2 separate regions of the Gossypium hirsutum genome follow, and region 1 is linked to region 2. A link is a contact called in public Hi-C data. All regions are on one chromosome and are shown on one strand. Each heading gives the region's core, a stretch centred on a gene start, on an enhancer-like site or on the middle of the called end of the contact. The rest is flanking DNA. Distances are from core to core; before and after follow the strand shown.

Evidence for each region. Hi-C and Micro-C count contacts between places; a contact is called where the count stands out from the background.
Region 1: a Hi-C map of fibers shows a contact between it and region 2, with 3 times the contacts expected there. The contact joins the enhancer-like site here to the promoter of LOC121209899 in region 2. A contact is called at or near these places in 12 of 34 Hi-C or Micro-C datasets (anther, fibers, hypocotyl and 2 more).

Annotation. Positions count from the first base shown.
Region 1 is chrA11:30,728,807-30,735,282 of Gossypium_hirsutum_v2.1, reverse strand. No RefSeq gene overlaps it. Among protein-coding and RNA genes, the nearest start is that of LOC107960031, 38 kb to the left of the region's middle. Within about 2 kb of position 1,597, at least 5 of the 9 cell types and tissues checked have an H3K27ac peak or open chromatin away from gene starts, as enhancers often do. A contact at or near this core is called in fibers, where this site is marked.
Region 2 is chrA11:30,596,196-30,602,291 of Gossypium_hirsutum_v2.1, reverse strand. LOC121209899 reads left to right here and starts at 3,358. Exons shown (of 2, transcript XR_005905068.1): 1 at 3,358-3,655; 2 at 5,651-6,096.

The DNA of each region.
Region 1 (6,476 bases), core at 348-2,847, 130 kb before region 2:
AGGTATCAACGCAATAAAAGACGAATTAATACTCTTTTCCAATTTACCGGAGTTAAAAAACTTAACCATCATCTCAAATAAATCCTCCTTAACAACCTCCCAACATTTTAAAAAAAAACATAAGTTGAATCCGTCCGGGCCCGGTGCTTTGTTTTCATCGCAGCTCCACACCACCTCTTTAATCTCCTTCATTGAGAAGGGTTTCTCCAAACTCGCGATGTCAATATCCCTCAGCCTTTTAAAATTTAACTCCAAATCCAACTCCACTTCCTCGAGTGACAGCTGAAATGATTTCTAAAAAAGTTAAACATTTTCACCTTTAAAGCCTTTGGATCACTAAGCCACTCATTTCCAATTTTCATACCATAGATAGTCTTTCTTTTAGCTTTAAACTTAACTGCTCTTTGGAAAAAAGTTGTGTTTGAATCTCCCACCATCAGCCATGTCATTCTCGATTTTTGCCTCCAAATGGACTCCTTGAATCTACTAAACACTCCCAATTCAAGATACAAAATCTTCAGCTCCTCCAATTCCAACTCAAAAAGATCTCTAACATCGCTACACTCATCTAGGCATCTAATTCTAGCTTCGATTTCATTAAATCTTCTATCCAAGGTATATCTTTCTTCTCTATTCCATTTTCTAAGGACACCTTTGGGTTTCTTCAATTTTTCAGACACCTTACCATTCAAATAACCCATCGAACCCCATTCATTTCTGATAATACTCATATATTCCTTATTTTTAACCCACGCATTAAAAAACTTAAACGGTCTTGGACCCCAATCGGTAGAGCCATGCGATAATAAAATTGGGATGTGATCCGAAACAGAAAGATTTAAACCCTGCTGCTGAAAATCTTCAATCTTTTCTAACCAAACTTCGTCCACCAAAAATCTATCCAGTTGACTCTTCTTATTATCCGGATCATGCCAAGTGAATTTTCTCCCCAACAGAGGCAAATCCACCAAATTACATTTCTTAATAAAGTTCAAAAAATCTTTCGACCCTCTTAATAAACCCACACAATTGCTTCTTTCACTTTTGTTCCTAATTGCATTAAAATCTCCCCCCAGAACCCAAAATTTTATGGACCTCTCTCTGACCTCTAATATTTCCTCCCAAAAAATTTTCTGCTCACTCAACAGATTAGGAGCGTACACATTAATCAAAACCCCTTCCCATCCCTCTACACACCAAATCCCTTCTAACACAATAAATCGATTAGAGCGATATTCCTTTTTCATTATGAAACTCGATTTATCCCATATTGTAATAAGACCTCCCAAACGACCCACTGCAGCAACAAAACGAAAATCAAAATTATCATCTCCCTAAATTCTCCTAGCAAAAACCCCTGACACGTCTACAAGCTTAGTTTCTTGTAAAAAACACACATCCGCTCCCTGCATTTTGACTAATCTGTTAATTGCCTCAACTTTTCCATTAGTACCCAAACCCTTAATATTCCACGATACAATTTTCATAAAACCAATATAAATTCAACCGCACTATTCTTCAGAACAACACAAATTTCAACCTCTAACCCAGATCTCCTTTACTGCTGCGCCTCAAGTCTCATAATCTCCTCAATAACATCTCCTTCATGTCTTTGCACCTTGAGCCCCAATTTCTTCCCTACTTCCCAGGTTTGCCTCGCCTATCTAATGATAACCTTTCTCTTATTGCTCAAATCTGAATCAGACAAAGAAAGATTCACCACTTTATCTTCACTCCCAAACACAACACTGTTTTTATCCTTTTTCCTACTTCGATCTCTTCTTTGAATTTGTTTGGAAGACAGTACCCCCTCTCTCAGTAATCCCATAAGGTCCTATAAAACGAGGACTCAGCTTACCCTTTCTCCCAAATCTGATGACTTTTCTCTACGGGGATACCTTTAAAAACACCTTATCCCTGACTTGAAACTCGATCTCTTTCTGTCCCAAATCCGCGTTGGATTTTTTTCTATCCGAAGTGGCTTTCAAACAGTCGTGAATTACTTTAACTTTCTCTTCGGTATCTTTAACTAAATCAACCCCGTGTGTCTGATTCTCTCTCAGCTCAATTCAATACAAGGGTGTTCAAAACTTGCGTCCATAGAAAGCCTCATAAGGCACCATTTTCAAACTTAATTGACAACTATTGTTGTAGGAAAATTTGACTAGCAGTAAATACTTTTCCCAACTGCCTTGGAACTCGAGAACATAACACCGCAACATGTCTTCTAAGATCTGACTTTTTCTGACTGATAGTTGGTTTGCGGATGAAAAGCCGTGCTAAAATTTAGTTTTGTTCCCAATGCCTCTTGTAACTTTTTCCAAAATCGCAAGGTAAACCTCGAATCTTTATCTAAAATAATCGACAAGGGCACTCTATAAAGTCTCACGATCTTAGAAACATATAGATCGACCAATTTCTCAAGGGAATAGTCAGTACGCACTGGTATAAAATGTGTCGACTTAGTAAGTCTATCAACAACTACTCAAACTGAATCCTTTTTCCTTAGTGTCAAAGGCAACCCTGACACAAAATCCATAGTTACTCGGTCCTACTTCCACTCGGGAACCATCACAGGTTGAAGTAAACCTGAGGGTACTTGGTGTTCTGCCTTCACTTGTTGACAAACTAGACACTTAGAAACAAACTCAGAAATGTCTCTTTTCATCCTCGACCACCAATACATTTTCTTCAAGTCGTTATACATTTTTACACTACCTGGATGGATAGACAAGCAACCACTATGTGCCTCTCACAAAAACCTCTGAATAAGCTCATTATCCTTGGGTACAAAAACTCTGTCTCGGTACATCATACAATCGTTGGTACCAATACTAAACTTTAATTCATTTCTCGTCTCATACTGAGCTATTTTAGCTTGCAGGTCCCTATCGCATTTTTGAGCCTCACAAATCTCTTGAAGGAACGTAGGTCTAGATCTCATATCGGCTAGAACTGAGCTATTATCAATCACAGCCAACTGAGTATTCATAGCCTTCAAGCCGGACAATGATTTCCTACTCAATGCATCGGCTACTACATTAGCCTTTCCGGGGTGATAGTCAATCACCAACTCATAATCCTTTATAAGCTCTAGCCACCTTTGTTGCCGTAGATTCAACTCTTTCTGAGTCATCAAACACTTGAGGCTTTTGTGGTCAGTGAACACTCAGCATCTCTCTCCATACAAATGGTGTCTCTAAATTTTTAATGCGAACACGATGGTTGCTAGCTCTAAATCGTGGGTCGAGTAATTCTTTTCGTGTGCCTTTAACTGTCTCGAGGCATAGGCTATTACCTTGCCTTCTTGCATAAGCACGCATCCTAATCCACTCAAGGAGCCGTCGCTATACACCACAGATTCTTTGCCTGATTCCAATTACACTAAAAGTTGAGCTTCGGTCAACAAAGCCTTTAATTTCTCAAAACTCTGTTGGCACTTCTCTGACCATTCAAACTTGACATCCTTTTGTAACAACCTTATCATCGGAGTGGCTATCATAGAGAATCCATTCACAAATCTTCTGTAATATCTAGCTAGACCCAGAAAGCTTCGAACCTCTGTCACATTCCTCGGTGATTTCCACTCAACGATAGCCGATATCTTACTCGAGCCAACTCTAATCTCGTCATCTGACACAATGTGTCCCAAGAATTTGACCTCTCCTAGCCAAAATTTGCTCTTAGTGAACTTGGCGTGTAACTTCTTATCTCTCAAGGTTTGTAGAACCGTTCTCAAATGCTCCGCGTGCTTGTTTCATCATGCAAATAAATTAATATGTCATCGATAAAAATGACAACGAACTTTTCCAAATAGGGTTGTAAAATGCATTTCATTAAATCCATAAATACTGCAGGGGCATTTGTTAAACCAAAGGGCATGACGAGGAACTCATAATGGTCGTACCTCATCCGAAAAGTAGTCTTCAGTACGTCTTGCTCTTTAAACCTTAACTGGTAGTAGCCTGACCTAAAATTTATCTTCGAAAACACGGTGGCTCTCTTCAACTGATCGAACAAATCATCGATCCTTGGCAAGGGATACTTGTTCTTCACAATCACTTTGTTGAGCTGTCGGTAGTCTATGCACAATCTTATCAATCCATCTTTTTTCTTCACAAATAGCACTTGGGCACCCCACGGAGAAAAACTTGGTCTCGCAAATCCCTTGTTAGTTAACTCTTGTAGTTGAACCTTCAACTCCTTTAACTCCGTAAGAGCCATCCTATAAGGAGCAATCGAGATGGGTGTCATTTCAAGGACTAACTCAATTCCAAATTCAACTTCTCTCACTGTAGGCAGTCCGGGTAATTCCTCTGGTAACACATCTGTAAACTCACATACCACTGGCACTGATTCGATCTTCAATTCAGACGCTTGAGTGTTCAATACAAAAGTGAGATAAGCTCTGTACCCTTTTCTCAAATATCTCTACGCAATCATAGACGATATCACTACAGGCGAGTTATCCGACTCATCTGGTTCAACCCGATGAACATTCCTATCTTTACATTTTAACTCAATAACTTTTCTTCCACAATCCACTACGGCACCATGAGAAGTCAACCAATCCATACCGAGATTTAAGTCAAATTCATCAAATGGTAGCAACATGAGGTTAGCCGAAAAATAATGACCTCTAACCATCATAGGACAGTTTCTACATATTTTTTCAACTAACACATGCTTACTTAATAGGTTTGACACCTTTACTAAAAATTTTGTAGACTCAATTGGCATATTCATACTGGGTACTAATTTAATGCAAACATAAGAATGGGTAGACCCCGGATCAATTAAAGCAACAAAAAAAATATCGTGAAGAGAAAAAGTACTCGTAATCACATTTGGTGAAGATGTCTCTTCGCGAGCGTGAATGGCATAAGTTCTTGCATGCGCTCAGCCCTCGGACCTCACAGCTGAATCTCTAGGAGCACCTCTACTGCTAGCCCCACTACCTGGGTTCTTCTGTGGTCTACCCTCCAAAGGAGTACTATTTGCCTTCATATCTTGTTTTTTCTCTTTGTCATTTAATTCCGGACAGTTCCGGATAAAGTGGTCTAGTGATCCACATTTGAAGCAACCCCTCTCATTTCTTCGACACTCACTGAAATAACGCCTACCACATTGTGAACACTCTGCCCTATTTGGCCGAGTACTACCAACGCTAGCGATAGAAGTGGTTTGAGCTTTAGACGTCGTGTGTTGTTTGTTCTTGCTCTTGCTCGAGAATCCAACTAACGTGTTTGATCGAGTAGGAAACTCTCTCGATCTCTTAGATGAGGTCTACTATAATTTCCCCATCTGTCTTTTCCTTGAGTCTTGGGACTCGATGTCAGCTTTTCTCTTCTCTTTGGCCAATTCCTCGGTCTTACATGTTCTCTCCACGAGCACCACAAATTCCCTCAATTCTAAGTGCCAACTAATAGACGAATATCTTCGTTCAGACCATTTTCAAACCTCTTGCACATGATGGCTTCTGTAGATATGCACTCTCGTGCATATTTTCTGAGTCTCACAAACTCACGCTCATACTCCGTCACCGTCCTACGGCCTTGCTTCAGCTCTAAAAATTCTTTCCTTTTCTAGTGTATAAGCCTCTAGCTAATGTACTTCTTTCGAAACTCTGCCAGGAAAAGTTCCCAAGTTATCATTTCTCTCGGTGCAATGAACATGAAAGTATTCCAGCATTAATAGGTCGAGTCTCGTAGGAGTGACACTTCGCACTTCACATACTCCTCAGGCGTGCACGATAGCTCATCAAATACCCTAATGGTATTTTCTAACCAGAACTCTGCTCTTTCTGGGTCATCATCAATATTAGCCCAAAATTTCTCGGCCCATTGCTTTCGTATTTTATCTAGTGAGAGTTTCTCCCTCCTAACCATATCCACTCTTTACGGAGCTACAAGGGCATACTGAGGAATCGGAGGAGGTTGGGGAGGTGGAGTGTTTGGATTCACATGAACAAACTCCGTGTACCAAGCGTCCATCATATAGAGGTAAGCCTCTCTAGCCCTTCCACCTTGACTCAGTGTCACGGGCCCACTATCTACTAGTGCGGTCTTTTCAACGGGAGCCGACGCATTACTCTCTATATCATCTGCCGTAGTTACGTCAGGATCCATTTACTATATAAGTAAAAACACAATTTATCTCGTCAGGAGTCATCACACTATAATATACAGTTATGGCATGTATAGCTAAACTCGTACTCACGCTATGTTAGTCCTAGAATCGACTAAACCATAGCTCTGATAACATTAAATGTAACACCCCACACCCGTGCCCTACGCTGGGACGAAATACGAGGCGTTACTAAACTTAAACACATGCATTCAAACATTTTCGAGTCACCATGACTTGACCAAATTAAAAGACTTTTTTGAACTTTGTTTAAACTCCTTAATGTGGGCCTATGAAGCCTCAAACTTTCAATGGAAGCCATTCGGAACCAAATTGGGTCCTTAAACTGA
Region 2 (6,096 bases), core at 2,109-4,608:
TTAATTAATTTTATATCAAATTTTGATTAATTTTGATTATTTTCAACATATTTGCACAAAAGGTGAAAAATGGCTCGATAGACACTGTTAGAAGTGCAAAACCAAAAAGCAATTTTGAAGCATCAAGGTGAATTAATTTTTCATCCTAAGAAGGTCCAAATTATGTGTATTGATTCATAATATAATTAATTTTAATTTTAATCCAATTTAATTTGGGTTAAATAAATTATCATTAAATAATTATGAAAAAATGGGGCCCAGTTGAGCTGAACCGAGAAAACTGATCCAACCGAGCACTGAGCAGCCCAAAATCGTCCCACATGCTGACCCAATCAGCTTGTTTGTTTGATTATTTTGCTTACAAAATGGCCCTTGATGACTCCTTCAATTTGCATTCAAACCCCTCCACTATTCATGCCTTTCAAGATTTGCCCCTACCTAAAATAGCATGTTTGAAATCTTCAAACATGCCACATGTGTGGTCGGCCACGGGGGAGTCTTTGGCTGCTGATTTTAGCTATTTTTAGCAGCCTTCTCAACCTATAAATACCCCTTTGGCTGTTCACTTCAAACACATCTCAATTCTTCTCATCTCTTTACTTTTCTCTCATTGTTCTCTCTTCATTCCCTTCCATTGTTCTTCATTTTCTTCCCATGTTCCCTTGCCGATTTCACCTTTTGAAAAAGAGTCAATCAACCACCATTTGGAGCAGCATTCAAGTGTTCGTAGAAGCCTCAGTTTGACAAGAACAAGCGGAGGAGGAGTGAAGCAAACTAGTCAAGCCATAGAGAAAACATTGGATTTGATTATTATTCTCTATCCTTTTAATTTTGATGTTGTTATGATGAACATGTCTAAGAATATTTGTGATGTTGATATGTTTAATTTAATTAATATGACTTAAATTTAATTCGTGTTAGGTTGATTGCATTTTGTCTACTTAATTTATTAAAATTGTGTTTGTGTTGTTATAGGCCTTAGTAAGATGTTTGATTAAGTAAAACCATAACTAAGTTATTCTTGCATTACAATAAGGTAACTAATGAATTAATTATTTAAACGGATTGAAATTGTAATTAATTGACACGATACTTAATCAGTGCATGTTTAATCATCTAAATTAGATGAGAGTTAAATTAGCAACGGTATCTAGTGATACACTAGCCTTGCATAACTTGCAAGATTATTGTGATTAAACTGTTTCAAGGTGGAAATACATTGTTACCTCACGTAATCTTTTATGTGCTTATAAGATTTAATTAATTGTTTGAATTGGCATAGAAATATGTACAAGAGATTATTTTAATTTCATAAGTATGTATGCGCATTAACACATTTGCTTATTAGAACTTGTTTAATCGGTTGAATTGACACAGAGATATAGTTAAGAGATAAATGGATTTTGGTAGGTAAGTATGTTCATAAGTTAGCAAATTATCGAGTTGCCGTGAATTTATTCGTAACAACATGAACATGAGTTTAATAATTCTAAGTTAAGAAATACAATTAATCTAATACAATTATATCATCTTGATTAAAATCATCTTTTGAAATCGTGCATGGGAACTTTTATTATTTATTTTACATTGTTAAATCCTAGTTTTAAATTACTTCTTCAAATCAAAATATTTTTCTTCACTAAAGTGTTTTTAAAATTGCATTTATAAATATTTCTTTTCATAGTCGCTGTGGGTACGATAACTCGACATTTACTTGTTGCGATTGTGTACACTTGCACATTTCTGTCGTTCCAACAACCTGACAACTGTAGAAGCTTTCTACAACTCCGTGCTTTGATGAACATCAAGTTGAAAATGCTCCAATTAATATATTATTATTATTAAAGTTATATAATTAAAAATTGAAAAATACTTTGTTAATATAAAGTATAACCTTATGGTTTAAGGGGGCGAATTATATGAAATACAACTTAGCCAAGAGAGCGAATGTTATACAATGTGGATACCAAATCTAAAATAAATGATAATTTATATATAAAATTAAAAACATGAAAAATTCTAAGGGGGACGACCGTCCTCTACGCCCCCTGGATTTATCCCTGCCTCTTATTATTATTCATTAACCAACCCTAAAAATTTTATATTTTGTAATTAGATCCTTAATAAAAACATAATTTATCAAACAATTCACACTTAATTCAAGCTTAATTCATTATCGTCCAACACATTTCTATCATATTCTTTCTTAATTTAACTAGATATATAAATCATATTAATAACAGTGAATGAGTTTAATCATATCATCCCACTATCTCAACATTAATGTGGTTTAATTATTCCATAATCTCTTACTTAATTTCTAATTAAGTTTTTCTCCATTTTCTGAATTAAACTCAATAATGATTACATTTTTGCAATTCAACCCCTGTACTATTTTTAATAATCATTTTAACTTAGTATCATTTAATAATTCAACTCTAAGCTTCTATACTCAATACAAAATCATTCGATTTTAGTTTGTCTACTAACTCAACTTAATTAATTCGATTCAAAACGAATTTTACGACACCTTTAAAAGACAAATATTTACAGTAACACTATATTACTTACTGTAACAATAATACATAATATATTAATTATCATTATATATTATTGTTTACTATTATATTGATTGAATATGCTTTAAATCCCTATACTCTTTGTACATTTGAAAGTTAACCCTTCTATTATATTATATAATATTATATTTTATCATATAATATCTTTTTCGATAGAAATAATATATTATATATTAATAGTTTATATATATGCATTAATGATTGAACTATATAATATTATGTAATACTATATTTTTTATTATAATCTATAATATAATAATAGTTATATATATAAAGTTTAGTAATAGTTACATATATTATTATATTCTATAATAATATATCATCTATTATAGTTGGTAATTAAAACTAACTCAACTAACCAAGTCATGTCAATTCAAGCAAATTGTTTAGTAAATTCAGTTTTGATTTTGTACTAATTAATAGTTCTATATATATAGAGATATTAATAGATTTAAAATATATTATTACATTATGTAATACTATATAACATACTATAATAGTAGTACATAATATATTAATTATTATATTTTATAATTTATTATTATATTAGTTCGAATATTGTCTAAATCCTTATATTTTTTGTATATTTAAAAATTAGCCCTCTAAATATATTATATAGTACTATATCATATCATATATAATATATTAATAGTTTATATATATACATTAAGATCAAATTAGATAATTGATTAATTTAATGATTCATTTTAAATCCTTTTAAACCAAACTAATTAACAGGTATTTAAACTCAAATCTAACTCCAATATCAATCAAATTAAAACTTAAACAGGAATTTAAAATTTATTGAAAACCCATACTAAATAATAACCTAACATAGAGTGGAAACCTCTCTGCCGCTAAACCCTAACATTCTATAATTCCATTAAATGGCGCCGGAAAATGGCCAATATCACTCTAATTAGGGCTTTTTGCGTCGTTGTCTTGATGCTGTTGGCGTCTGTCTGGGCTAGAGACGTACCAGGTAAATACATCGACTATGGTCGAATTCGTGGGTCCTCCCCTTCTTGTGGTGGCGACCTGAAGTCATGTCTTCCCCAAAAGCCTGCTGCAAATAGGTACGACAGGCCTTGTAATCACGATAATCATTGTCGCGATGGAAACAAGGGATGAGAGAGCAGTTCTTTTGATACTTCGTTTAAAACTTTTTTTTTTGTTTGTTTGTAGTTTTTCTTAATCATTTTATATGTTTGTTTCTTTGGTATAGCATATGGCTAGAGATGTATTCTTTGCTTGATTCTTGTTGTTTATTGAAATTTCGTACTATATGAAAAATTGGATTACTTCAAAAAACGAAAGTATTTTTTCTCTTCTGCTTCCAAGGGTAGAACGTTTTCTTGTGATCCAATCTACTGAGATTCTTGTTTCCTAAGAGGAACCAAGGTCTTTGTGCTGCCTTTTGTTTTGTGCTTTCCTCTCTTCACTCTTTTTAAGACTTGTCTCTCTTAATTGGGCAAAAGATCGTCTTTTTCTTGGTTTCATTGTCCTCATCTCTTTATCCGGATCTAGTCATATTATATTCTAGCGTTAGAACTAGTTTGGGATTAAATTAAGCTTTGTTGTTTATTCTATTGATCTAAGTGCTAAGTTTAGGATTAAATAAAGCATTTAGATATTTATTTTCTTTGATCATTCATGGTTGAAAAAGGGTTAGAGGGTAGTTATTTAAGCTTTACACTATTTCAAGTTTAAATACCTTAATAGGTATTGGTTTTGTTTTGGATGGTGACGTTCCATTGGAGGTGTTGCTCTTCAGTAGCTGTCTTGGTATCTTGATATTCATGTCCTCCCTTCCAGTCCTGACAACTTTTAAAATTCTTGGTGTTGCTCCTTTGCCTACAATCAATTAAATTTTCATTAATGGTCCTGTATCTTCCTTAAATACTCTTTTTGTTCCATTATATAGGATATCCTTATTATTTGGTTTTTTCAGTATATAAAATACTACCCATTTATCACTTGGCTTCCATTAGTTGGACATATCTGCAACAGAAGTTCCAAGAATCTTGCTTTGAGCAGCTAAAATCAATTAACACTTGCCAAACTCATTTGTAGACCATTGTTTTTCTTTCAATTTTAGCAGGAAAGATCCAACTTTAGTCCCTAATCTATTTAGAAAGAAATTTTGTTAAGTTAGCCTTATGTGGTCTAAGAATTTATCTATTTAGGTGCACCCAAATTATTTGAAGTACTAAATTTCACAATTTAGTGTTCTTTCGGATTTCATCGCATCTCAGACAAGCTCACGTACTTTTTAGATTACGTTTTTTAACTACCTAAATATATGAAAGTGATAAATGGACTTTAAAAGGCCTATCACAGTGCCCGTAATAATTAGATACAATATATCGTATACTTAAGATTTTGATCTTAATGTTGATGAGATCTTGGTTTGGTGGTAAGAATAAAGTCCTGGAAATTTTGAGATTTAAGTTTAAGTTTACCACATGTGGGTTTAGCGTTATTAACATCTTATATGAAAGAGATCGACTTGACAGTTGTTGGATTGAAGATGAGGGGCTTGCAAAATGAGAGATGAGCGGTGAGGGTGCTGGAGATGATGCTCCTTGTTGCAAAACAAATGAGGATAGTGTAGGTTAAAGAGATTTTTACCAAGTAGCAATAAGATTATAGAAAAGAAAAAAAGGATGCCTCTTAATGGATACATGCATGTTTATTTTGTATACAAAATCCTCCGGTTGTCCTTAGACTGCCGTTTGCATAAGAGTGCATGACTGCGAAGCTGTCTGGAACATGTGTCTTTAGTCCGATGGGACATTACCTCCAATCTTTTTATTAATCCTACCGCCTAATGTGTATTGGGTATTATACGTGAGGGGTTAATAATAATTTGTTATCCAAATATTATGCGCCAGTCGAATGTTCTTAGAATTTGGAACTTTGGTTTTTTGGGGGATGGGGGGTTTAGTTCTGATTTCTATGTTGGTATAACAAGTAAATGTAAGGATGGATTATTGCATGTCATGGTACCGAATGAGAGGTACTTCTACAAACAATGAGGTATGTACTTGGATTAAAATTAAGTTATACAGGTGGTGTAGAAGCTGAAGTTTTGGCCACTGGGGCAGTGTTTTCCTCTATCTAAATTATGTGGCCCAGACTGTTGCCAAGACTTTGGACTGCAATGCTAGATCGGCCTGCATATGTTGTCATCCAAGAGGCTACTTCAATACTGATTTTCAACATCATTACCCAAAGCATGCTAGTCAGCTATAACTGTCCGAATGTTGTAGCTTTCTCGTTATAAATAATTCTGAGCATTGCATGGATGGAGATAAGGTGTATTTTTCACTTTTTTGAGAGAATGATGTGGACATCACAGGAGAGTATTCTTCTCTAGAGCCGGCAATGGAGCTACACAAGGACGCCATGACCGTGAATCAAACCCTTCATTTATTGGGACTTTCCGGGACCCTCTTTTTGTTTTTGGGTTTAAACCCAAACTGTGATTGGAAAGTTCCATGATCAGCAAATTCAA